Regions from separate parts of the Mus musculus genome. Here regions 2, 3, 4, 5, 6 and 7 are each linked to region 1. A link is a contact called in public ChIA-PET, Hi-C, HiChIP or PLAC-seq and promoter capture Hi-C data. All regions are on one chromosome and are shown on one strand. Each heading gives the region's core, a stretch centred on a gene start, on an enhancer-like site or on the middle of the called end of the contact. The rest is flanking DNA. Distances are from core to core; before and after follow the strand shown.

The links. Promoter capture Hi-C pulls out the DNA fragments that hold promoters and counts their contacts. Hi-C and Micro-C count contacts between places; a contact is called where the count stands out from the background. ChIA-PET counts read pairs in DNA pulled down with a chosen protein or histone mark. HiChIP or PLAC-seq counts read pairs in DNA pulled down with a chosen protein or histone mark.
Region 2: a promoter capture Hi-C map of pre-B cells shows a contact between it and region 1. The contact joins the promoter of Zfp599 here to the promoter of Spc24 in region 1. A contact is called at or near these places in 3 of 39 promoter capture datasets (cranial neural crest, maxillary cranial neural crest and pre-B cells).
Region 3: a promoter capture Hi-C map of pre-B cells shows a contact between it and region 1. The contact joins the promoter of Atg4d here to the promoter of Spc24 in region 1. A contact is called at or near these places in 2 of 39 promoter capture datasets (liver and pre-B cells) and 1 of 9 other capture datasets (liver).
Region 4: an RNA polymerase II ChIA-PET map of memory CD8 T cells shows a contact between it and region 1, with 39 read pairs. The contact joins the promoter of Kri1 here to the promoter of Spc24 in region 1. A contact is called at or near these places in 1 of 484 Hi-C or Micro-C datasets (embryonic stem cells), 1 of 115 datasets of contacts at active chromatin or transcription factors (memory CD8 T cells) and 1 of 9 other capture datasets (liver).
Region 5: a contact with region 1 is called in a Hi-C map of B cells, with 5 read pairs. The contact joins the promoter of Zfp809 here to the promoter of Spc24 in region 1. A contact is called at or near these places in 3 of 39 promoter capture datasets (erythroid cells, liver and pre-B cells), 1 of 484 Hi-C or Micro-C datasets (B cells) and 1 of 115 datasets of contacts at active chromatin or transcription factors (memory CD8 T cells).
Region 6: an H3K4me3 HiChIP or PLAC-seq map of embryonic limb bud shows a contact between it and region 1, with 3 times the contacts expected there. The contact joins the promoter of Acp5 here to the promoter of Spc24 in region 1. A contact is called at or near these places in 3 of 39 promoter capture datasets (cranial neural crest, erythroid cells and hippocampal neurons), 3 of 484 Hi-C or Micro-C datasets (B cells, CD4 T cells and embryonic stem cells), 4 of 115 datasets of contacts at active chromatin or transcription factors (embryonic limb bud, large pre-B cells, memory CD8 T cells and 1 more) and 2 of 9 other capture datasets (adipose tissue and liver).
Region 7: a contact with region 1 is called in an RNA polymerase II ChIA-PET map of effector CD8 T cells, with 5 read pairs. The contact joins the promoter of Dnm2 here to the promoter of Spc24 in region 1. A contact is called at or near these places in 2 of 115 datasets of contacts at active chromatin or transcription factors (effector CD8 T cells and pancreatic cancer cells) and 1 of 9 other capture datasets (adipose tissue).

Annotation. Positions count from the first base shown.
Region 1 is chr9:21,758,514-21,762,005 of GRCm38.p6, reverse strand. Spc24 (SPC24, NDC80 kinetochore complex component, homolog (S. cerevisiae)) reads left to right here and starts at 1,703. Exons shown (of 5, transcript NM_026282.6): 1 at 1,703-1,887. The coding sequence starts at 1,728.
Region 2 is chr9:22,257,914-22,261,405 of GRCm38.p6, reverse strand. Zfp599 (zinc finger protein 599) reads left to right here and starts at 1,511. Exons shown (of 5, transcript NM_181419.3): 1 at 1,511-1,649; 2 at 3,235-3,361. The coding sequence starts at 1,647. It overlaps Gm39307 (predicted gene, 39307), which reads right to left and starts at 1,304. Exons shown (of 2, transcript NR_166680.1): 1 at 982-1,304.
Region 3 is chr9:21,263,389-21,266,880 of GRCm38.p6, reverse strand. Atg4d (autophagy related 4D, cysteine peptidase) reads right to left here and starts at 1,596. Exons shown (of 10, transcript NM_153583.10): 1 at 1,164-1,596; 2 at 59-142. The coding sequence starts at 1,398.
Region 4 is chr9:21,286,254-21,289,745 of GRCm38.p6, reverse strand. Kri1 (KRI1 homolog) reads left to right here and starts at 1,777. Exons shown (of 19, transcript NM_145416.3): 1 at 1,777-1,886; 2 at 1,974-2,047; 3 at 3,062-3,167. The coding sequence starts at 1,793. It overlaps Cdkn2d (cyclin dependent kinase inhibitor 2D), which reads left to right. Exons shown (of 2, transcript NM_009878.3): 2 at 414-1,283. The coding sequence ends at 773.
Region 5 is chr9:22,223,737-22,227,228 of GRCm38.p6, reverse strand. It overlaps Zfp809 (zinc finger protein 809), which reads right to left and starts at 1,517. Exons shown (of 5, transcript NM_001164624.1): 1 at 1,397-1,517. The coding sequence starts at 1,399.
Region 6 is chr9:22,130,136-22,133,627 of GRCm38.p6, reverse strand. It overlaps Acp5 (acid phosphatase 5, tartrate resistant), which reads left to right and starts at 1,763. Exons shown (of 5, transcript NM_001102404.1): 1 at 1,763-1,891.
Region 7 is chr9:21,423,113-21,426,604 of GRCm38.p6, reverse strand. Dnm2 (dynamin 2) reads right to left here and starts at 1,697. Exons shown (of 21, transcript NM_001253893.1): 1 at 1,349-1,697. The coding sequence starts at 1,509.

The sequences.
Region 1 (3,492 bases), core at 454-2,953:
ATGGCTTCATATTTTCAAAAATCCTCTTTATTGTTGGGGGGGGGGAGCGGTGTGTCACCACAGATGTATACAGGTCAGAGAATATGATAGAAGTGAGTGTCAGAGAATATGATAGAAGTGAGTGTCTGTGTCTGTCTGGGTTGTATTTTTTAAAAAGATTATTTATTTATTTTATGTATAGGAGTACACCATTGCTCTCTTCAGACACACCAGAAGAGGGCATCAGCTGGGCAGTGGTGGCACACACCTTTAATCCCAGCACTTGGGAGGCAGAGGCAGGCAGGTTCTGAGTTCGAGGCCAGCCTGGTCTACAATGTTAGTTCCAGGACAGCCAGGGCTATACAGAGAAACCCTGTCTCAAACCCCCCCCCCAAAAAAAAAAAAAAAAAGACATTGGATCTCACTACAGATGGTTGTGAGCCACCATGTGGTTGCTGGAAATTGAACTCAGAACCTCTGGGAAAGCAGTGAGTGAGTGCTCTTAACCGCTGAGCCATCTCTCCAGCTCTGGGGTATAGGTATTTAAGGAGACAGGGTTCACTTTGTAGTTCAGGCTGGTCTGGAATTCACTCAGCACTCTGGAGTCCCATGAATGGCAATTCCTCTTCCTTAGGCTCCTGATTCCTGAGCCACCATGCTCAGCTTCGGGGTTCACTGCTCTTGTTGCCCAGGCTGGCCTGGAATTTACCTCCATCCTCAAGCTCCCATCACCTGAGTGCTACATGCTAGATACATGCTAGACTCCTACTTAAAGATTTTATTTTATTTTATTTTTGAGACAAGGTCTCTATATAATCCTGGCTCTCCTGGAGCTTTATTTGTAGACCAGGCTGGCCTCAAACTCTGGGATCTGCCTGCCTCTGCCTTCCCAGAACATTGGATGCTCTTGTAGAGAACCAGGGTTTGGCTCCCAGCACCACATGATGGCTCACAACCATCCATATCTAGCTCCAAGTGGTCAGATGCCCTTTTATGACCTCTGCTGACACATACATACATGTAGGCAAAACGTTTACCCATACACATTAAAGAAAGAGAAATAAGCCTAAAAAATAGAGACTGGTGAATGATTGTGGTGGCATGTTCCTATAATCCAACCACTAGGAGGCAGAGGTAGATGGATCTCTAACAAAGAGCTCCTGGACAGCCAGTTCTACATAGTCTCAACATCTCACAGCTCACACATCCCAACCCCCGCCAAGAAAAAAATAAACCCAATGAATCCCAGTTTTATGTATAATTAATATATTCCTAAAGTAAACTAAAAAAAAAAAACAAGCAAAAATAATAAACCATCCGTTACATTGCCCTTCAAGCAGCGACTGATACCTGCAAATTTCTCTAAGAGTCGCGCAGCTTTCCAGTTTACGCATGCGCAACAGACTCCTAACGCCCTGGACTCTCCCCGGAGTTCATAGCCCGACAATCGACGCACGCGTACCAGGCCAATCGCAAACTGGCCACGTGTGACACGCCCCCCCCCCGCGCCGCCGCCCCCCCCCCTCCCCCGCCTACGATGATTGATCCTCACACCTGAGTGACAGAAGAAATTTCGCACAGGATCTCCACAAAATGGCCGCTCCTTCCGAAGCGCTCTGTCCCCTCGCTGATTGAGTCCTGCAGGAGACGGACGTAGGAACGATCCAATGAGACTTATGCGCTCTGGGGAGGGGGCGGGGCCCGTGGTGAGACGAATTTGCGCGGGTTCGGACTCGGCGCGATCAGTCATGGCGGCTTTCCGCGACATGGTGGAGGTGAGCAACTGGCTACTGAGCCTGCTGGGGGCCAACCGCGCCGAGGCGCAGCAGCGGCGGCTGCTCGGGAGCTACGAGCAGATGATGGAGCGGCTGCTGGAGATGCAGGACGGCGCCTACCGGCAGCTTCGGGGTGAGGGCCGGTCCCCTGCGCCCCAGCCCCGGGGGACTTCTCGGGGGGAGCTGGTACTCCTGGGCCTCAGTTTCCCCATCTGACAATTGCCATGGCTCAGAGGCGTCCAGATAAGTGTCATAGCTCACAATGCGCGACTCTATACGATCGTACTTCGTAGCTCAGGCGCCTTTGGAAGTCTTTATGATCCAGCCCCCACCTCCACTCCTGCTCGCCGTTCTTGAGGGTCTTCCGAGGGAGAGCAGTCACACCCGAGCCTTGATTTCTCCACCGGTGAAACCGTTGTCATGACAACGGTTGTCATCTAGGGACTTAAGCGTAATTAAATATAGAGTTAGCAGGGCACGACCCTTTATTAACTTTCCAGGACTCAGGCTTAAATGTAGCTCTGACTAGTAGAGAACTACTTAGCTGAGAAATTCAAAGAACCTTTCAGCTCCTCAGTGCCTTGGTCACAGGTGTGAGCAATCTCCCATCTCAGTGTCCTTCCCTGTCAAAGGTTTGTTTGAACTTTGTTTTGTTTTGTTTCAAGACAGGGTTTCTCTGTGTAGCCCTGGCTGTCCTGGAACTCACTCTGTAGACCAGGCTGGTCTCGAATTCAAATCCGCCTGCCTCTGCCTCCCAAGTGCTGGGATTTAAGGCATGCGCCACCACGTCCGGCCCTGGGAACATTTTTTAAAGTTTCGTGCCTTCCCAATAGACTTGTGAACAGAGCCTGCCGTGAGCTGGACCTCGGGTGACAGCAGGGAAGGAGTCCCTTGGTGGCTGGCATCCTACTGGAGAGGAGACAGGATAACATTTGTACTGCAGTGATGGGCTGAGGAGACAAATGCTTTCTATCATTAGGAGGGGTAACATGGGCGGGACTGGGGAGGGGTTTCTGCAAAGATATTGGGGGAAACCTGAAACTGTTGAGGGGGCAGGGATACACTTGACTGGCATGCATGAAACCCTGGGTTCCATGCCAGGCATGGCAGAATGGGCCTGTCAGACCAGTGTTCCAGAGACAAGCAGGAGGGTCAGGAATGGAAGGCTGGAAGGAATTCAAAGCAGCCTGATTGACAGAAGACCAAAAGTAAAATGAGAAGTTTTATCTCTGAGATTGTAGCTCAGAGAGAACACATGTGGCTACAGGAGGCCTTGGGAGCAAGCAGTAGTAATGAAGTAAAAACCTGAGGGCTGGCAGGATGGTTCACTGGGTAGAGACACTTGGTGCCTACCTGACGATGTTAAGTTTGATTCCTGGGAGCCAGGTGGTAGAACTGACCCCTGCAGCTTGTCCTCTGACCTCCACACGCAAACCTGCTGTTTCTTCTTTGAATGAGTCATTAGCGGCTTGAACATGTGCTCTTAGAATTTGGGAGACCGAAGCAGGAGGCTGCTGAGAATTCAAGGCTAACCTCAGTTACATAATTAGCTACAGAGAAACCCTCTGTCACCCTCACCCAGGTCCCACCCCACATGCCTTTTGAGGTGGGTTCTGCGTAGGTAGTACAGTGCTTGCCTAGCATGTGTGATGGAGGCTCTAAATTCAAACCCAATACCATAAGATAATTAAAATTAAGTAATTTGATGGCTATACTTTGTGACCTGCTTCTGTAGAAT
Region 2 (3,492 bases), core at 262-2,761, 500 kb before region 1:
AGATTGATAGGGTTTTTGTTTTGGTTTGTTTGTTTGTTTGTTTGTTTGTTTGTTTTTTGGTTTTTCGAGACAGGGTTTCTCTGTGTCGCCCTGGCTGTCTTGGAACTCACTCTGTAGGCCAGGCTGGCCTTGAACTCAGAAATCCACCTGCCTCTGCCTCCTGAGTGCTGGGCTTAAAGGCATTCACCACCACGCCTGGCTGCATTCTCTTTATCTTATTCATGTTTGTTTCAGACGTAGGCACATTCCACACAAGACTGTGATGTTAAACCAGCAAGTGCAGAAATGTAACTAGCTGGGCAGAAAATTCTCTCTCTCTCTCTCTCTCTCTCTCTCTCTCTCTCTCTCTCTCTCTCTCCCTCCCTCTCTGTCTCTCTGTCTCTGTCTCTGTCTCTCTCTCTCAACCTTCTATTAGCACATTTGATAATGGAGTTTGTAGAACTGGGGGGAAATGTCACATCATTTATAATCTAAAAAAATAAATTTGTTCACTTATAGTCTATTAACCAAGAATTATTAAGACATAAAACACTTAACATTTGACCATTTATAGTATTGAACAATGCTTTATATGCTTAAATTTTATCTGAGTTTATTTCATACTACATGAACACATACTTTTATAATCATAAAGATGACTTCTACAAAGACAGTCACAGCCAGTCTGCCTCCAGCTTAGGTTTGCAAGCCATCTTATAATAAAGACAAATTAGGTTCATTCCTATTTATGCATAAATCTGCTCAAGGATTGGACTACATCCCGACTGTACCTAAGTACAAATGGTTCTGTACTGCCTGCTCCGGGGAAAGTCAACCATGCTTTTGTTTTAAAAGTTACTGTGACCAACTTGTTACATTTATGTTCTGCTTCTGTAACTCCAACTATCTGCCTGTCAAATCCTCCATTTGTAAACTCCCTGCTTCTGAATTATAAAAGCCCTAATCTTACCCATGTCCAAATGCTGAACTCTTGAAACCTACCTTTGGGGAGAGACATCCCGTGGGCAGGAATTTTTAAAAGCTTGCTTTAATTAATTTGGCCCTGATGATCTGGTCGGTGGTCTTCTCCAGTTGTGGAAATAATAGAGGCATACACTTTTTATCCCATCACAGGGAATGCAGAGACAGGTAGATAGATCTATGTGAGTTCACAGCCAGCCTAGTCTACATAGCAAGTTCCAGAGCAGGACTACATAGAGAGATTTAAAAAAAAAAAAAAAGTAATGCTACTATTTCTCTTTATAAATACACATTAGATGATATAACCTTAAGTAGAGGTTGGCGCTGGTTTTCCTATAGGAAGCCCTGCCTTACAATACAGCCAAGAACTTGTCAATCTTTTTAAATTCACCAATGGTTGGTGACATTTAAGGTTGAGAAGGTGAGACAGGAAGCTCTGTCTCTGAAAACCGTAACGACAAATGTCCAATCAGACACACAGACAGAGAGTAGGGGCGGGCCTCAGTCTTCTGTAGTCCTGGGCTCTGACTACCTCCTGCCCCACTGTCCCACATGTTCTCCGTGTTGGATCCTGTCCAGGTGTTCCGCGCTCGCCCAGAAGTCCGGAGAGGTTCTGCCTGCCGCCGCGTGTCACATTTCCCCACTGAGAACCACAGTGAGAGCTCTGGGTGTCCCGGAATCCTGAGATGGTGAGTCTGTGGCAGGTCCAGAAGCCGAGCCCCTTTGTCCCCGGGCTGCGGGGTTGGGGCTGAGCGGGCTCCAGGAATCCTGTCCCGTCCCTGGTCCCTGCAGGGACCCGAGCCCTGCTGCAGCGCTTGCCGCAGCTCTGGCCCGGAGCCTGGGACTTGCGGGCCTGCACGGGAAACGGTAACCTGGACCCAGTCGATCGGCTCTCTGTTGTCTCTGCCCCTTGGCCACACATCTCTGTCCCCATGGTCCCCGCAGTTCAATTCCTGAGACGCTGTATCTGGAGTTTGGGGTGTTAAGTCTGGTGCCTAGACGATCCTGTCCCTGGGACCTCGGGCTCTATTCCGTTTCCCAGGATCCTGGAACCCCATCTATCTGTGGCATGAACTCGGAACCCACCCCTAGGAAGCACTTCCATTTTCTGTGTCGGCGTTGGGATTGAACTGTGTCACCGTGAACATGGATGTGAAGCCTTTTACTCTTTTGGCAGCTGGGTCTCATTGTGTTGCCCTGGTTAGCCTAGAACTCATTATGTAGACTGTGCTAGCCTTAAACTCATAGAAATCTCCCAGCTTCTGCCACTCCAGGGCTGGGATTAAAGGAGTGCTGTTTTACTTTCGTTGAGACAGGTTCTTATGTAGCTGGGAATGACCTTGGTCCTCTGTCTGATCTTCATCCTTGAGGCCATTTTCTAACTTTCAGATTTCTGTTCCTTTAGATACATCGCGGCGGTAGTGATTGCTGGGTCCTTTGGTAGTTCTATGTTTACGGCTTTAAGGAACTGGACTATAAATTTATAAAATGTTTGCACTAATTTTCATACTAAGAACAGAGTACTTTTTTTTTTTTTTTTTTTTTTTTTTTTTGAGTCAGGATTTCTCTGTGTAGCCCTGGCTGTCCTGGAACTCACTTTGTAGACCAGGCTGGCCTCGAACTCAGAAATCCGCCTGTCTCTGCCTCCCGAGTGCTGGGATTGAAGGCGAGCGCCAGCACGCCCGGCTCACACACAATTTTTATAGTTTTGTTTAGAGTTTAGGAGTCCTGCTATCTGATACATTCAATATCTGGCGTGACTCTGTTAGACTTCAAGCTGTCAACAGCCATTGAAGAGAGCACCCAAGTGGTGTCTGTGAATAGTTCCATTTTTCCAGCCCTTCCCACATACGGGTGAAGATTTTAGGTCATGGAGGTGGTTACAGGCTCTCTTCTTCTTTTGAGATCTGGGAAGATGTCCTCGTTTCCAGAGCTCTGGGCTTTTCCATATTCAATAACCGCTTTTAATACTGAAGTCCGTTGGTGCATGGGCCATCCCCTTCCAGGAAATGAAAGATATCAGTAGACCTGGAGACTTTAATTAGGGAAGCCAGGGTATAACTGTCCGTGTTGAAATCCTTTGGAACACTCTGGCCATATTTTCTGACATCTTTACATTAACAGACCTCGATGCTGAGTTTTCTTTCTCCCATGAGACAAATCAAACGTCACCTTCCATGGAACCCTGCTATGGAACACATACAGAGTAGAATGGACCCCACTTTCTGTTCCAAAAGCTGACCGCTTGGGTTCAAGAGAAACATGTCATTCCAGGGGCTGATATCATTTGAAGACGTAGCCGTGGACTTCACCTGGGAGGAATGGCAAGACCTGGACGCTGCTCAGAGGACCCTGTACAGGGACGTGATGCTGGAGACCTACATCAGCCTGGTGTCCCTAGGTGAGTCTGACTCCTGGAGCTCTCAATAGCAGTTACTCGCTCTTTTAGTTGGTAAGGGGGAAATCATTGTGAACTTAATACTAATCCTGTCGTATACATTTTAGTAGACACACTGTAATAACATGCATGCT
Region 3 (3,492 bases), core at 347-2,846, 500 kb after region 1:
CAATCAAGGAGAACCCTAGGAGACTTCCCCTACCCTGGTTCCAGATTTGACACCTCACCCTCTCCCTCGAAATGGTAGCATCGCCCGCAGAGGTGAACAGTGGAGATCTTGCTGAAGCTGGTCCGGCTTTTAACTGCCCAACCTGGGGAAACATGGAGTAGCTCGCAGCAATTTAAAGCACTCAAGTATCAGCAATGGGTCTTCCATTCCCCAGTGTTGAACTGGGCCTGATCCTAGCTGAGATGTCAGGGCGGCGGCTCTGCAAAATCCATGCCACACCACATCTGTCTGGAACACAGGTGGGACTTAGTCACATCTTCATAAGGACCCACTATCAACCCAGGGCCGTTCTATTCTGACTGTTGGGTTTTGCTGTAAATCTATAAAGCACATTTTTATTTTGTGTATGTGAGCTTGTGTATATATGTGGACAAGCAAGCACCACAGTTTGGGTCTGGAGTATAGAACATTGACAGGAGTGGGGGCTCTCCTTCCACCATTGGGGTCCAGGCTGGAGCTGAGGTCCTTAAGCTTGGTGACAAATGCCTTTAACTACTGCGGCATCTCACTAGCCTTTTTCCAATTTTTTTTTAAAATATCCACTGGTGTTTTGCCTGCATGTATACCTGTGTGAGGGTGTTAGATCCCATGAAACTGGAGTTACAGACAATTGTGAATTGCCATGTGGGTGCTGGTAATTGTTCCTCTGGAGGAACAGCCAAGGCTGCTGAGCAGTCTCTCCAGCCCCCTGTTTTCCGATTTTTTGAGACCCAGTCTCATGAGGAGCTCAAGTCAGCCTGGAACTTATTATATAGTCCAGGATAGCCTAGAACTCTTGGTAAACCTCCTGCCTCAGCATCCCAAGTGCTGGGATTACAGGTGTGAACCAACATCTATTAACTCTGTTCATACTATTGCACCTATGTTACAGAGGGCAGTAAACAGACCGCAGGAAAGCAAGGTATTTGGCCAAGGTCAAACAGGTGCAATGGGCGGAGCTTGAAAACCTTTCCCATTTAACCTGCCCCACGTCCAGGACTGGGAAGGGCGGAGGACCTGCTTGTGACTCCTCCTGGATGGGCTCATCCACAGGACAGGGTAAAGGTTTGGTTTCTTTTGCTCTGACCCCTCTGACACCCTTGACCAGTGCACCCCCTCCTCACCATACTTGACGTTGTTCCAGGCTGTCAGGAACTTGGCTTTGAACTTGTCCACCTCGTCGGGCTCGGCGGGGTCTGTCCCAGATGAACCGAGAGCTGCCACTCCGGACCCCGAAGGTCCCAGGTTGCTAGGATCCGGGATACGGGTTTGTCCCCTCGGCCGGCGACAATCGGCCCGGCGCGCGTCCTCCGAGCTCCCGCTGCGGTACTGCGCCGCAGCCGGCGACACGGAGTTCATGGACCCGCCGGAGAGGAAGGACGCAGGTGTCCCCGAGGTCCGGGGAACTGCGAACGCTCGGGAGCAGCCCCGCGGCCAGCACAGTGTTACTCTATACTCAGAGCCGGGCTCCCGGGTCCGGCTCTGGCCGCAGCGGATACCCGGGCTCCCACAGCCAGCGCCATCTTGGTGGCCCAGAGCACCCGGATACGGTGGGCTTGGCTAGCGAGCAAGCCACGCCCCTGTACAGTCCGCCTCCCTTGGACTCACCACACCCTCCTAATCTCACCGCGCAGGCGCAAGCGCGTCCCTGGGGGCCCTTATCTCAGACCAATGGGTCAGAGCCGGAGAAGCCACGCCCATTTACAGCCCTTTCTCAAGCCTTGCACACCCTTGTTCTGAATGACATCTCAAGCTGCGGACGCCGGACCTTCTCTCGCTCAAAAGTGCAGATTTCCCCGCCCTGCCACTCAAATTCCACTGCATTGAAGGTCCCATGTTCTGGGTGCGATACATGGGGCTTGTCGTGCCTGTGGAGATCTCGTAAGAGCCAACTCAGGTTCCTAGACAGCCAGCACCTTTATCGCATCTTTATCCGCTGAGCCATCTGAAGGGCCTTTCCAATGTTTTGAGACAAGCTCTCACTTAGACCTGACTCTCCTAAGGAGAATACATTCCGACTATTCAAGTCCTGCTTAGGCACACGAGCTCCGTTCACGCCCAGAACACATGCCCCGACCTGCAGTGAAATTGGAGAGCCCAGGCAGAGAACCCACCCTGGAGCTCAGGCTGGCCTCCAACTCATGGCTGCCCGCCTGCGTCAGCTTCTTTAGTGCTGGGGTACTCAAAGACTGAGCACACTGGCGATGGAGCTGAGTTGGTAGAGGGCCTAGCACACGTGAGGCCCTGTGTTCTATTCCCTGAAACCCAGAAACTGAGTGTAGTGGTGCATGAAACCCAAGTCTCTGAGGCAAAGGCAGGGGCACAGGCCCCTCCTCTGTTGTGCAAGGCGTTTGAAACCAGCCTGAGCTTCATGAGAACGAAAGAGACTGTGAACACAACAGAGTTTATCAACCCAGAACAGATGTCACCCTGGGGATGTGACTATCCCTGACCCATTGGTGCCCCATTGGTCATGATTCTCAGTGCCTCAGTTTTCTCCTGAGCAAAATTTGAGGGAGTTATCTGTAAGACTATAAAAGGAAAACGAGGGCTGGTGAGATGGCTCAGTGGGTAAGAGCACCCAACTGCTCTTCCGAAGGTCCAGAGTTCAAATCCCAGCAACCACATGGTGGCTCACAACCATCCGTAACGAGATCTGACTCCCTCTTCTGGAGTGTCTGAAGACAGCTATAATGTACTTCCATATAATAAGTAAATAAATTAAAAAAAAAAAAAAGGAAAACGATTTTGGCATTTTTTTTAGTGAATCTTTTTTATTTATTTATTTATTTTATTTTTATGAGAACGCTGTCGCTGTCTTCAGACACACCAGAAGAGGGCATCAGAATCCATTACAAATGGTTTTGAGCCACCATGTGGTTGCTGGGGATTGACCTCAGGACCTCTGAAAAAGCAGCCAGTGCCCTTAACTGCTGAGCCATCTCTCCGGCCCCAATTTTGGTATTTTGAGACCCTATCTTATGTAGCCCAGGCTGAGCTTGAACTTACAAGCTATGTGCCTGAGGATGGCCTTGAATTTGCCTATTATTTATTTATTACACTTATTTATCTGTGTGTGTATGTGCACGTGTGTGTGTGTGTACGCGAGTGCACACACGTGCGTGGGTGTGTGTGTGCATGTGTGTACACATCCTTGCCACAGCACTTATGTGGCACTCAGAGGGCAACTTTTGGAAGTCACCTTCTACCACATGAGTCCTAGGGACTGAACTCGGGTCGTCCGGCTGGCAGCAAGCACCTTTACCTGCTACTCTGTCCTAAATTTATGATCCTTCTCTCTCCGCCTCCAGAGTGCTGGGATTACAGGCATACAAGGTTCTCCTGCATCGCCCCAACTGAATCTTCATACAACTGATGCATATCCAAGGAAAGATTCCAACCCAAAGAGAAAGAAGGGGGGCCGTATCAGAAAGTAGGATGTCTTTTTATATA
Region 4 (3,492 bases), core at 528-3,027, 470 kb after region 1:
TTTTTGTTGTTGTGTTGTTGTTCTTAAGAGAACTTTGGGCTACACAGTAGTGACACAAATTAATCCAGCACTTAATCTTTAATCCCAGCACTTGGGAGGCAGATGCAGGTGGATCTCTGAGAATTTGAGACCAACCTGGTCTACAGAGAGAATTCCAGGACATCCAGAAAGACATCCTGTCTCCGACAAGGATGGGGGTGGGGCTTAGAAGGTGTGTGTGTGGGGGTGTCCTTATTTTCAAAGAACCTGTTCTCTGGGGTCCCAGTCTGATCCCTTGGGTCCTGACTTTCCTGGGGGCGTCCCCATTCCCTAAGGATCCCTTCTCTGTGCTCTGGATTTGTGGTAGACCTCTTTATTCTACCTGACCCTTCTCCAATGGGAACCTCCTGACTTTCTCCTCCCCACCCCCATAGGTCATGATGTTTGGAAGTCCAGCAGTTGCTTTGGAGCTCCTGAAGCAAGGTGCCAGCCCCAATGTCCAAGATGCCTCCGGTACTAGTCCTGTGCATGATGCGGCTCGCACCGGGTTCCTGGACACCCTGAAGGTTCTGGTGGAGCATGGTGCTGATGTCAATGCCCTGGACAGCACTGGGTCGCTCCCCATCCATCTGGCGATAAGAGAGGGCCATAGCTCCGTGGTCAGCTTCCTAGCTCCTGAATCTGATCTCCACCACAGGGACGCTTCCGGTCTCACTCCCCTGGAGTTGGCTCGGCAGAGAGGGGCTCAGAACCTCATGGACATTCTGCAGGGGCACATGATGATCCCAATGTGACCCAAGGCCACTGTCTCCAGCCTTACTGGGTTACTTGTCAACAAAAGAGGAAAGAAACTTTCTCTTTTCACACCTGTCCATTGAAGAAGGGAGTGGGAGGAGCAGTTTGTGGTTTATTGGTGTTGATTTCTTGAGTGTGTGTGTTTGGGGGGTGTTTCTCATTTGTTTTTCTCACCCCTTTTGGTGTGTTGGACAAAGAAGGGGCTCCTACAGGCAACAGCCATCTAAACGGTTCAGTTTCCTCTGCACTGGGGCTGCACCAGGGCAGGGGTTTAAAGCCCTAGCCTCAGAGTGAGGTCATCACTTCCCGGGCCCCTTGGAAGCTGGTGACCTTGGCAGGCTGTGCTCAGAGAGCCCTGAAGTGTGAGCCATCTACTTTGGGCATGTGAGGGGGAAGGGAAAGCATTTCAAATCAATTAAAAGGATAACATGAGTTCATTTTTCTTTCTTGGAAGGTTTCCAGTCTGTTGTACAGAGTTTGAAATATAAATATTTATTGCTTTATGGAAAGAAATTGTTTTGTGTGATTATTTTATGTTTTGGCCCATTAAACTAAGACAGCGATGATGACTTCAGATTTAGGAGTCTGGAATGGGGTGGGTATTCGGAGGGTAGGATGGGACTATGGATGGTGTAGGGTGCTGGGGTTGTCGACACGGTCATTCCCAGGGCGTCAGGGTAACTGAGTTGGGTGGGGCAGCGGTCGGGTGCTGTCGGAACGGAAGAGAGGCAGGAAACCGCGAGTGTAGAAAGGGGCCCCCAGATGTCAGCTGGGTGCCGGGAGCCGTCAGGGTGGAGAAGGGTGGGCGGTGGCTTGTGGCCTTTCCCCGCAGAGGCTTGTCCCGGTGGGTGTGGCCTGCTGAGCAAAAGGCCTACGGGATCCTGGAAGAACGGAGGGTGGAGCAAACTGCGTCTGCAGTGGACATGCTCCTTAAGAAAAGCCCTCAGGGGGCGTGCCGGAGAGAAGCCACACCCCGGAGGGGCGGTTGCACGCGTGCGCGCTAGGTCTCACAGCCGCCATGCCGGAACCGCGCGCCTCTGGGTGCCTAAAGGTGAACGCAGCGTTTGCTGCGCGCTACAGCCGTTACCGCGAGCGTGAGGAACTTCAGCGACGTGAGTGAGGGGCGCCTGCGCAGGCCAAGGTGTGGGGAACTGGGTCTGGTGATGGTAGCTATGAGGAACCCCGTGTATATTCCACAGTGAAAGATCGCTATGGAGATCCGGACGTCGGTGGCGACTCCAGTTCCGAGTCTGACTCCAGCGATGAGCATGTGGTGAGCTTCCGCAACCCGGCTTCGCGTCCTACCCATGTACATGGGGCTTTCCCTAACCGGGCTTGGTTGTCCCGGAGTCTTCAGGACCCGCCCCCATGCGTAGAGTGACAGGCAGTACCCTCCTCAACTCAGGGATCGCCAAATACATCCTCCTTTCTGGAAGAGACTCCAAGCCTCCCAACCACTGAGCTCTCAGTTGGATGCACAGAGGTGCCTTACCCTATGGGGATGTTCTTGATTTCCCTCCCCATCCCTTAAGTGACAGATAGGCCCTTCCTGGTGGTCACTGAATTTACCTACTTTGCTAACTTAGCCGCAAGACTCCTAGAGCACCCCAATTTATATATACAGCGGGAGTCTGACCCTAACCCCATGTATTGCATCTAAATCCCTTGAGTAACAAGCACCATTTCCCTTGTATCTAGGGATTTACCAAATCCTTCCTATTTCCCCAGAAGGACCGAGCACCTTATCTTAATCTCATAGGGTCCTATAAGAACATCTAGGTCCACACCCTCATCCATTGGGTGACAATATCTAGGAGATACCAAATCCTCACTACTATCCAGATGTGGCTCCAGACTTCCCATCAGAACTCCTCCACTAACCCAGTAGAGCCCTCCCTATGCCTAGAGATTGTCATATCCTGTCTACTTTATCTTCACTTTATCCTCCATCACCACAGATACCTCACCATCCTGATTAGTGGTCCCTAGGAACCACATTTCCACTCCTAAACGCAAGAGTCTGATGTGGCAGTATCTAGTACACCACGTGGGGCTCCAGTGTCCTATTGAGATTGCACTTCTCTGCCCAACGCTTCCTTTACTCTTGTCAAAGCCACAGCTGCCCAGACACAGCACTGTGTATGCTTCTCCTCCTTTCCTCCCTCCCCTCCACTCAGGCCTCAAGGTTGCTGGGCCCTGCTGAAGCCTGTTCTCATATGTCACCACCCTACCTGCATGTGTCCCAACTTCCTCCTGAAGTCAACCCTACTTCCTTTTCCTGCTCTAGGAATTTGATCCCCAGCAGGAGAGAGACTTTTACAGGACTCTGTCCTTGCTGAAGAAGAAGGACCCTCGAATTTACCAGAAAGATGCTACCTTCTATCAGAGAACAGGTGGGGCGGGGGATCTTCTCTAAGTGTCGTAGTGTGGATGGAATTGAGTTGTTGAATGAAGTGTATGCCTTCCCAGAGTGGCAGTGTATAACCCATAATCAGTACTCAGGAGGCTGATAACTCAGGGCTCAGGGCCAGGCTGAGTTACATAATGAGATCCTGTGTCAAAAAACCCAGAAAGGCTGGGAATGGGGTGGGTTGGTAAAGCAGTTGCCATGCTAAGCTGAAGACCTGAGCTTTATCCTGAGAAATCACAGGATAGAAACTGGTGGGCAGCCGGGCGGTGGTGGCACACGCCTTTAATCCCAGCACTCGGGAGGCAGAG
Region 5 (3,492 bases), core at 268-2,767, 470 kb before region 1:
AAATAAAATAAAAGGTTTAAACTAAAAAGGCCTGGGACTGAGACTGCAAAGAAAACTAGCCCGGGCATGCCCGAGTCCGTCTTGAAGCTAGGTCTCCCAGGTCTCCCGGTCGTAAAGAAAGGGAGGGAATAGGAACTGCTTCTGACGATCTTGGCTGACTCTTTGACCATCTGGCAGCCCGGCGCCTCCTGCTTGCCCCCCTTTCTATAGAGAGCATAGTTAAAAGCTGAAACATTAACCAGATGCATTGTCGACTCTGATAAGCCCCCGGCTTTAGAATTCTTATACGCCCCGGTACTACTCTGCTCACTACCGCGCCAATTCTTCCTAGACCCTACCCTATCAAAACCCTGAGTTTTTGAGTCTCAGGGTCGATTCCTCTGTCTCCTGAGTGAGATACGTATTGATTGACCCGGAGCTCGGCCATTAAAGCTGCCTCAAGAAGGTCTCTCATGTTTCTTTGGGTGACCCCGCGACCTGAGACTTGAGTGGGGGGCTCCTTCTTGGGGTCCTACAAGATGGCTCAGCGATTAAGAGCACTGACTGCTCTTCCAAAGGTCCCGAGTTCAAATCCCAGCAACCACATGGTGGCTCACAACCATCCGTAACGAGGTCTGACGCCCTCTTCTGGTGTGTCTGAAGATAACTACAGTGTACTTACATATAATAAATAAATAAATAAATCTTAAAAAAAAAAAAAAAAAAAAAAGAGCAACTCAGGGCCTGAAGAGATCTCACAGTCATACTGCTTCCCCCTTGCCTTCTGCTCCTCGGTACCACGTCACAGTCTGCACCACACACATCCAATGCGTGGCTATTCCTGTACCTCAGCAATTTTAAGATTAAGTCTATCAGATACTTTAAAACTACTGTTTAGGACAAGGAACTGAATTTTTATCTTCCCCACTTCCTCCAATTAATGCGCAAAAATATTTAATCCTCGGGGATCCTTTCAGACCCACTAGTCTCTCATCCATCCTAAGGATGGGTTCTATCAACATCTCCCAAGTCTATAAAGTTCCTGATTGGTGACAGCCAGGACACTGACAGGCCTATCCCAGAGTGACAGACAGATGGAGAGTCACCCCTACTAGACCCAGCTCCCTGCACCCAGCTTCCGAGAGTTTCCAGACAGGGCGCAGAGTTCCCCATCCCAACCTTGCAGGTAAACGGAAGCCCAGAGTTCCTAGTGTGACACCGGCGCTGAAGCGACCCAGCGGTCAGGCATTCCTGTCTCTTGCCTGTGGGTGGCAGAGCTGTGCAGGGCGTTGCAGCCAGCTCGAGTCCCCACGCATGGTCGGGGCGCGATAGGACGCTCCGGGGTGCCCTGAGCCCGCCCAGCCCCCATCCCACAGCCATCCACACCGGCTCCACAGGGACGCCGCGCCGAGCTCACCATGATGGGACTGGGAGCGTCCTGTGACTCGGTCTCCGCCACCAGCACAACTTCCCGCAACGGACGCCTGGGGACCACAGGACCCAAGATGGCAGGCTCAGACCTCCTCTGAACTTTCTAAATCCACCCCACTTCCTCATTTCAGAGCGGTCCTGTCACAGGGCCTGAGTGACAGTCAAAGTCACCAATCGATGACGGAAGGCGGGGCGTAGCAAAGGGCATAAGGCTGTCTGATCATACGGAAAGTCTTAGCGGACAGAAAAACGGTATCACAATAATTTATTTTAATTCCCGTGAAGTTTTCTTACTGTGATGTGATGTATGTGTCTCTGTGTGTGTCTCTGTGTTTCTCTGTGTGTGTGTGTGGCGCGGGGGGTGGGTGGGGGGTGCTGACCTGTGGATAAATGATAAGATTAAGCAACTCTGACCCAACCCAGACCGACTCTGACAAAACACATACCAGAAAAAAAAAAAAAAAAAAAAAAAAAAAAAAAGTGCTGGCTGAAGGCTACCTGGGCCCTCTGGGGAACGAAGGTACTCTCCAAGGATGACCCGATATCACCCAGCCAACCAGACAAAAGGTCTAGCCATCCATCACCAAGTGCCTAGAAGCTGTTACTGTAATCTGCCCTCTAAAAAAAAAAAAAAATGTATACGGTGCTTGTAAGCTAGAACCGGGATCGCCCCCTGTCTCTTGCTTGAGAGACTGCTGAAGATCGATCCCTGCGCACCAGAAAAAATAAACATAGATCTTGTCTCACTTGGGGTCTTCCAGCAGGTAAAGCCCCTCTGGGGCTTTACATGAGAAGCATTTTTTTTTTTTTTTTTTTGGTTTTTTTCGAGACAGGGTTTCTCTGTGTAGCCCTGACTGTCCTGGAATTCACTTTGTAGACCAGGCTGACTTGGAACTCAGAAATCCACCTGCCTCTGCCTCCTGAGTGCTGGGATTAAAGGCATGAGCCGCCACGCCCCGCTGAGAAGCAATTTTTTTCTTTTCTTTTTTTCTTTTCTTTTCTTTTTTTTTTTTTAAGATTTATTTATTATTATATCTAAGTACATTGTAGTTGTCTTTAGATGCACCAGAAGAGGGCGTCAGATCTCATTAAGAATGGTTGTGAGCCACCATGTGGTTGCTGGGGTTTGACCTCAGGACCTTTTGGAAGAACAGTCAGTGCTCTTAACCACTGAGCCATCTCTCCAGCCCGAGAAGCAATTTTTAACACAAAATTTAAAACAGTACTGCAAAACTTTTTTATTAAAACCACGGCTAATGCTCAGAGTAATGAGTTGCATTATGGCCCTTTCATGCAGATGTGTAATTATACTGTTTTCATTCATTCTGTATTAACATTCAGAGTATAATAACCAAATAGAAGACCAACAACATTTTAAATCTGTCATGTTGTAATATCCCAAATTAACGTGTAAGCCCCACCTGCCTGGGGACCAGGTACCTTCCTGGAATGCTGTAAGCTGTAGTTCCTGGAAAATAAGGAAACCCCATGGCAAAGAAAGTAGAGGGTAGCCTATGGGTTTTGTCTTTACAAACTCCTATAGCACGTGACCCTGGCCTATAGCACGTGACCCGGGCCCACTTTCAGCTGGGAAATTACAGGAAATAAGTGGTTCTAACCAAAGTCCATCTCTTGGTCAATATTTAATAAAGTTTACTTCAAATTTGGCTCAAAATGGTGGAGTTTGGGTTTTTTTCTGGTGAATCTCAGCATTAGTAATGTAGGAAAATTTAAAGGCTTGTATAATGTGCCCCACATATGCGTATTACCTCCATTCCATTGGGTATTTGTAGGCTATGATACTGTGCTTACACATGTTTTAATGAAATGAACTGACTAACATTGCCCATTTTGTCCAGATGTATCCATTTAAGAGCACAGCAAAGCGAGGAATTGTGGCTTGAGTTTGTTGATACTCACAAGGAAAAACCTTTCCTAAACAGAAGCTGATGGCAGCACAATGGTTGAATCCATGCAGCATATACATCCTGAATAAGAACTTACAAAGGTCACCCCGTTCAGTCAGAACCTGGGTTTGGAGACCCCACCATCCACACAGTTCAACAGTCGTCTGTGTGGATG
Region 6 (3,492 bases), core at 514-3,013, 370 kb before region 1:
TGCATGCACGCATGTGCGCACTGTGTGCGTGTGTGTGTGTGTGTGTGTGTGTGCGCGTGCATGCACGCATGTGCGCACTGTGTGTGTGTGTGTGCGCGTGAGTTTCCTAAGGCTTGCTTACAGGAGCATGGGAATCTCACCACTGAAGAAACTGCCTCTCCATCCTTCGGTACCTGTTAACTACCGGCAGGTCTCTAGGAGTGTGTAGATTTATTTATTCTTTTCACTTGTGCAGGTGCCTGTGTGAGTCTATATGCACACAAGTGCAGGTGCCTTCGGAGGCCTGCAGAGGCATCAGTTGACCTGGAGCTGAAGTTACAGGCAGTTGTGAGCCTCCCCGCATGTGTCCTGGGAACCAAACCTGGTCCTCTGCAAGAGCAGTGTACAGTTATGAGTGCACTGGGCTATGTGAGAGATAACCACTGGAGCAGTGTACAGTTATGAGTGCACTGGGCATGTGAAAGATAGCAACCCCTGGGATTATGTTCTTTTTCTCAGGAATTCATTTTTTGGGGAAGTGTATTTTTTAGACAGGATCTCACACTTTAGCCCAGGCTGACCCAGTCCTCCCTATTTAGCCCAGTTGTCTCAAACTCACTCCAATCCTCCTGCCATTAACAGACATGATCTACCACACCAGGACTCTTTAAATCTTTATTACATTTATTTACTTACTTATTATTGGTAGGGCAACAACCCGGATGTGGAGGTCAGAGGACAACTTTTGGGAGCCGGTGCTCTCCTTCCGGAAACCTGATGGAACTCAGGCTCTCAAGTCTTGCCAGAAAGTGCCGCTCTGAGCCATCTCGAAGGCCCATCGCCAGACTTTATTCTTTGGGATTCCTTTGTTGTTCTGTTTAGGTTTTGTTTTGGTTTTAGAGACAGGGTTTCTCTGTGTAGCTGTGGATATCCTGGAACTTGCTATATAGATCAGGCCGCCTTTTAACTCAGAGATCTGCTTCCGCCTCTCGAGTGATGGGATTAAAGAAGTGAGTCCCATTCTGGCCCAGCTTTATTTTGTGGAATTCTAAGGACAACCTATTTATTTATGAATGAGACAGTCTCAGGTCTTGAACTTGCTATGGAGCTGAGATTTATCATGAACTCTTGACCCTCTGACCTCCACGGCCCAGGGTTACACTGCGCACCTGGTGTATACCGGCCTGCGTCTGTGACCTAGGGCTTCGTACGTGTTGGCACGCACTCTACCAACTGAGTCACACCCCAGCCTCCCTGCAAACCGGCAAAATTTCTTGTTTGAAATAACAGGAAAGACCTGCAGTGTGCGGAAGAGGATGGCTTTGCTCCGCCCCTCTGGGTCCCTCTCTGCCTAAATTCCTTCTCTCCCGATCAATCTTGAAGGCCTGTTTTACAGGTGGCTGTTATCTGGCACAGATAGCTCAGTCAAATCCCCTCCTCCGCCCCCCCGCGCGCCCCAAACCCACTGCTGGGATGGAACCCGAGCCGCTCTGGGGCCAAGCAAGCCCTCCACCGCTGACCTGCCACCAGCCTGGTATCTTCTCACCCATTTTAAAGACCGGGAGACCGAGCCTGGCTCAGTCCGGGGCTGGACCTCCCCTGCGCGGCCACCAGAGGCTGTGAGCACCCCAAAAGTCGAAGGCAGGTGGTATTGAAATCAGGTCCCGGGTCTCCCTTAACTCCTGGGACTCTGAACCTTGGAGGCGAGGCGCCAGGTAATGGCTGAGGCAGGATTGGGGCGGGGAAACCGAGGCACCCGCCCTCTGCAACTCTGGACTCTGTAGGGCAGGCAGGGAGCCGTGGGCGAAGGCTGGCCCGCGCCGCCTCTTCCCAACTCGTGCAGCCCGGAGCGACCCGCCGCGAATCCGCAGCTCAGTTGGGTAGCACAGCTTGTCCTGGACCCACCGCCAAGGTGAGACTCGCCCGCCAGGCCCTTGCTCTGCCTCCCACGGGGGAGGGGGTCTCTGTCTGTTGGGGCCACCCCACTTCCTTCCTGTTCGCCTCTACTGAGAGGTGCGAGTGGGGAATGCAAGGCAAACTCTTCGCTGGGTGACCTGGGGTGAGTCGCTGACCCTCTCTGAGCCTTTATGCAAAGCACGGAACGAGAGATTCCAGAATCCGAGCTTGCAGGGACCGGAGGGGTTGGTGGTGAGTGTTCAAGGAAGGAGTCTGGAAAGATTGGGCGGCTTGTGAAGTTAAGGAGGGAGGGGAGGAGGTGGGAAGCTGGCCACACCCACCACAGCGCTGGGCTCTGCGGTCGAAACAGCCTGCAGCTGACTGCTGTAGGTGCCAAGGTCAAAAGGCTACAGCCAGCCACGTGGTGTGTGCCTTCTGGAAGTTCCTTAGGCTGGAAACCGGGTGTGGGAAAGGCCATGGAAGAGTGTGGACAGAACTTCCTGGAAAAGGCAGTTATTGCTGCTGTTTATGATGGCGAGGGGGAACTCGGAGACAGTCCCACACTTAGATGACTCCAGATACACAATTTGCACTAGGACTTACAAAACACAGAGGAGACAGGGGGCTGTTACATGGGCGCCACAGAGGAATTATTTAGGCCTGTAATTCCAACACTTGGAAGTGGCTCATCTTTGGCTACCCAGGGAGGAAGTTAGGGATAGCCTGGGCTTCTTGAGACACTGTCTCAAAACAAAAACAAAAAAAAAAAAATAATTGGAGTGTATGTCACAGGCAAGCCACTGAGGTTCCCATGCTAGAGTCGAGACACCCACCCAGAAAAAGTGACAGCGAGTTACAGACAGCCAAGGGTGTGAAAACACAGACGTTCAGCCTAGAACAGCCTCAGTGCAGTGAACAGTCAAACTCGGGACCTACAGATGCCCAGTACACATTACCATCAGACCCTGGCTGACTGTGCTGGCTTCGAGAAACTTTTCACGGCTCAGTCTGGCCTGGGTGCCCCCGCCCCAGCCCCATTTCCAGTTCTGGGGAAGTCCAGTGCTCACATGACCCAAGGGGAGGGCTTCTGGACAATCCTCGGAGAAAATGCATCATCTTTCCCAATGATGCACTTCTGCCCCAGAGAATAAAGACTCGGTGATCACCGCTTTTGGTCCAGGAGCTTAACTGCCTCTTGCAGCCTCTCTGACCACCTGTGCTTCCTCCAGGGTAAGTGTCAGAGGAGCGAGGTGGAAGAGGCCTGTGGGGGCCACCTTCCCAGCTCCTCAGCTCCTTGCAGGCCCAATTGCTACTGGTGTGTCTGTGGAACTGACGGCTGTAGATGGCTAGGGTGTGTGTGTGTGTGTGTGTGTGTGTGTGTGTGTGTCTTAAGACCGGTCTTATGTCTTTATCTCAGACTTTCTGTTTCCATTTTTCAAACTTCCCAATGTAGCTGAGGCTGGCCTTGAACTTCTGGTCCAGTTGCTCCACCTCCATGGTAGTGCCTGAGTTTATAGGCATGCACCGTGAGACCAGGCTCAGCGGGCTAGTCTTTCTTTGCTTGGACCAGGGTCTCGCTCTCTGTCCTCACCAGAGACTCTGAACTCCCTCTCTTCC
Region 7 (3,492 bases), core at 448-2,947, 340 kb after region 1:
AGAGAGAGAGAGAGAGAGAGAGAGAGAGAGACCCAATGAGATCGGTGAGCTGCATGGTCAGTGAGAGACCATGTCTCTACAATTTAAGATGGAAGGACAATGACATAGCTCAATGGATACTAGGACTTGCTATATAAGTCTGCGGCCCGGTGTTTAATCCCCACATAAATTTTGAAGGACTTCACAAAGATTATGCCCTCTGACTTCCACAAATGCACTCTGGCACACACTTGGACACACACACACACACACACACACACACACAATGATAATGTCCACAGCAAAGCAAATGTTAACACTGGGTAGGCACACACTGCAGCATCATACATGGAACACTTCCTGGAATGGAGAAGTGCTGCTGCGGGGAGAGGCAGAGGGGGAGGGGACAGGAGTAAATCAACATCCCTCCTTCACTCACTTCCTGGATCCTACAAACAGCTGCAAGTGGAATTTGCCCACTGGACAGATGGAACAAGCTGAGGCTCCCAGAGCTATCTAGAGAGCATTCCAACTGGGAAGCTCTAGGTTAGGGGATCCTAGCCCAAGAAAGAATCCTAAAGAATGTTTCTTCCCAAGTTCTCCAACCTCTGTCACTCAGAGAGGATGGACAGGCAGGGATGCCTGGGTGGGAATGGAGAACAGACTAATGGATGGATTCAAAGAGCCAGTCGGCCCAAGAGAACCAGATAACAGGAGGCTCCCAAAGTTCAGCCAGTCAGATGGCAGAGGCCAACTCACGTAAATAAGGGGCACAGATGGGCATTTGCACACGAGAGGTCACCTTAGATGGCTAGCCAGACAACGGTGGACTTCAGAGTGAGTTTGGACAGATGGGACAACCAAATGGTGCCGGTAGGAAGCCTGTCTAGAACAGATAACCAGCTAACCAGGCAAGAGAGCAGGCTCCAGAAAATAACTGGCCAGACAGACCCCAGGGGTCATTCCCCATGGATGGCTAAGTGGCAAGTGTTATCTTCAACATCTTAGCACACACACTAAGATTTCCAGGTAGCAGAAGGAAAGAGGAGTGGATCTATCCCGGACTACAGGTAAAGCGATGTCAGAGTTGCCCAGCCATAGCCGGAACTAGAAGCACCAAGAGGGGTCGGCACTGACCGTCTTGCCCCAAACACCGCCCACTATCATCGACTAGTCCCAGACTTGGATCTGCATCTCCAGTCCCTGCGGAAAGCCATGGAGACTCTTGCCCCAGACCTTATCCACTGCCACCGGTGCTGCGGCGTCCGCGAGCCGCAGTTCCGCCATTCCCCGCCCGCCCTCCGCGCCCTAGGCCGCCGCCCGCCCTCCCGGCCGGAGCCCCAGAACCGCCGCCGGCGCGCTCGCTCACCGGCCCACGAAGTTCTCGAGCACCGAACTTTTGCCGGCGCTCTGGCCGCCCACCACGGCGATCTGCGGCAGGTCCAGGTGGCAGCTCTGACCGATGGAGCTGAAGGCGTCCTGCAGCTTGTTAACCAGCGGGATGAGCTCTTCCATCCCGCGGTTGCCCATGGTGTCCGCCTCCGCCGCGCGGATCCCCCGACTAAGACTCTCGGTTCCGATGTGTCTGTGGCCGTTGCTTCCTCCTGCTCTGCTCTGCCGGCCCGCCCGGTCTCCCCTTCGCCGCGACGCCCGCTCCCGGCTCGGCCTCAGAGTCGCCGCCTCATCCGGTTCTCAGGCGACACCCGACCCGAGCGAACAACCCTCCCGGCCTCCGGGGCGGAGTCCGCAACCCTACTGCTATATCCAATTGGTTCAAAGCACTGCCACTCAAGAACGTGAGCCAATAAAAAAGGCACGAGGAAGGGCTAATCTCACAAATTCACTGGGTAATAAAACTGTCACTCTTAAGTGAAAGCCAATAGAAGTCAAACCGGGTTGTCAGACCGGGAAGGCGGGGTCTCTGGAAAAGACACTGAGGCCTCAGCTCACTAGGTTGATTCGGGTTGGCTTATTGGTCGCAGAAACGTCAACCTGCCAAGGGTGTAAGGGATCCATTCTTCAACACTGGATTGTCACTTGACACTAGTTAATTCCGTAAAAATTTCTCATTGGCTGATATAAATATCACTTCTCTACTCCAACCAGTAAGAGGAAAGAGAGCCGCAATCTTTTTCTATAGTTTCTATAGTTTTGTATGCTGGCTACAGACTCTTGATGTTCCTCCTGTCTCAGCCTCCCTCCTGCTAGGATACACGCTACTACCTTCCCAATCCTCACTGACAACTGTGTCATAAAAGTTCTTCCAACTTCCTGGCATTTGCTATCACTTTGTGATATTCTTTTTAAGCAAAAGGCCACAGTGCTCAGGGAAGCACACCGTGGTAAGGTTCAGTGGCTGTTACACCTGAATTCTTAGGCTGTAGTGAAAACCCATATTTTAGAAAGCATCGCAGTCGGGCGTGGTGTCGCGTGCCTTTAATCCCAGTACTCGGGAGGCAGAGGCAGGCAGATTTCTGAGTTCAAGGCCAGCCTGGTCTACAGAGTGAGTTCCATGACAGCCAGGGCTATACAGAGAAACACTGTCTCGAAAAACAAAACAAAACAAAACAAAACAAAAAAACTAAAACAAAAAAACAAAAAAACAAAACAAAGCAGAAAGCATCGCAGATCCCAACTCTGGAAGAATCCCAGTGCCAGTGAAAGATGAGTCGACACTTCTGCCTCATAAAGGCGTTCTCACCCTCTCGTGCTTATTTCTGTACGTTACAGAGGGTCAAGTCTACAGTTCCATTAAGCCAAGCAAGTGTTTTGCGGATGGCTACAACTGTAGGTTTATTTTTACTTTAATTTTTTTTTTCTCCTAGACCAATGGCTCAGTACTTGCTGCCTTGGGAGCCGACTCAAATTTGGTTCCCAGCACCTGCATGACAACTCACACAACCATCAGTGATTCCAGTTCCAGGAATCTGACACCCTCGTCTGGCCTCCACTAGAAACAGACACAGACATAATGCACATACCGACATGCAGGCAAAAAAAAAAAAAATCCATGTACAATTTTTTTAATTTACATAAAATAACAGTTAAAAAGTTTTAAAGATTTATTTTATTTTTATGCGCACCAGATCTGTGCCCGGTGCCCACAGAAGTCAGGAAGGATCAGATTCCCTAGAACTGGAGTTCTGGATGGTTTTATATGAGATTTTAAATGTGTGGGTGCTGGGAACAACAACTGTTCTTAACCACTGAGCTGTCTCTCTAACCCCAAACTTTTCTTTTGCATGCATGGTGTTTGGTCTTGCAGGAATATTTTGTTCACCAGAGTCATGCAGGACCAAGAAAACCAAAAGAGGGCATCAGATCCTCTCAGAACTGGAGGTACAGTTACAAGCTGCTATATGGGTGCTCAGAACTGAACCCACCTCCTCTACAGGAGCAACAAGTGCTCTAAACTGCTAAACCACCACGACTCCAGCCCCTTTATTTTAATTATGTGTTTATGTTGGGTGTGATATAGGCACATGAGATGAGAAGAGGACATGGAATTCCTTG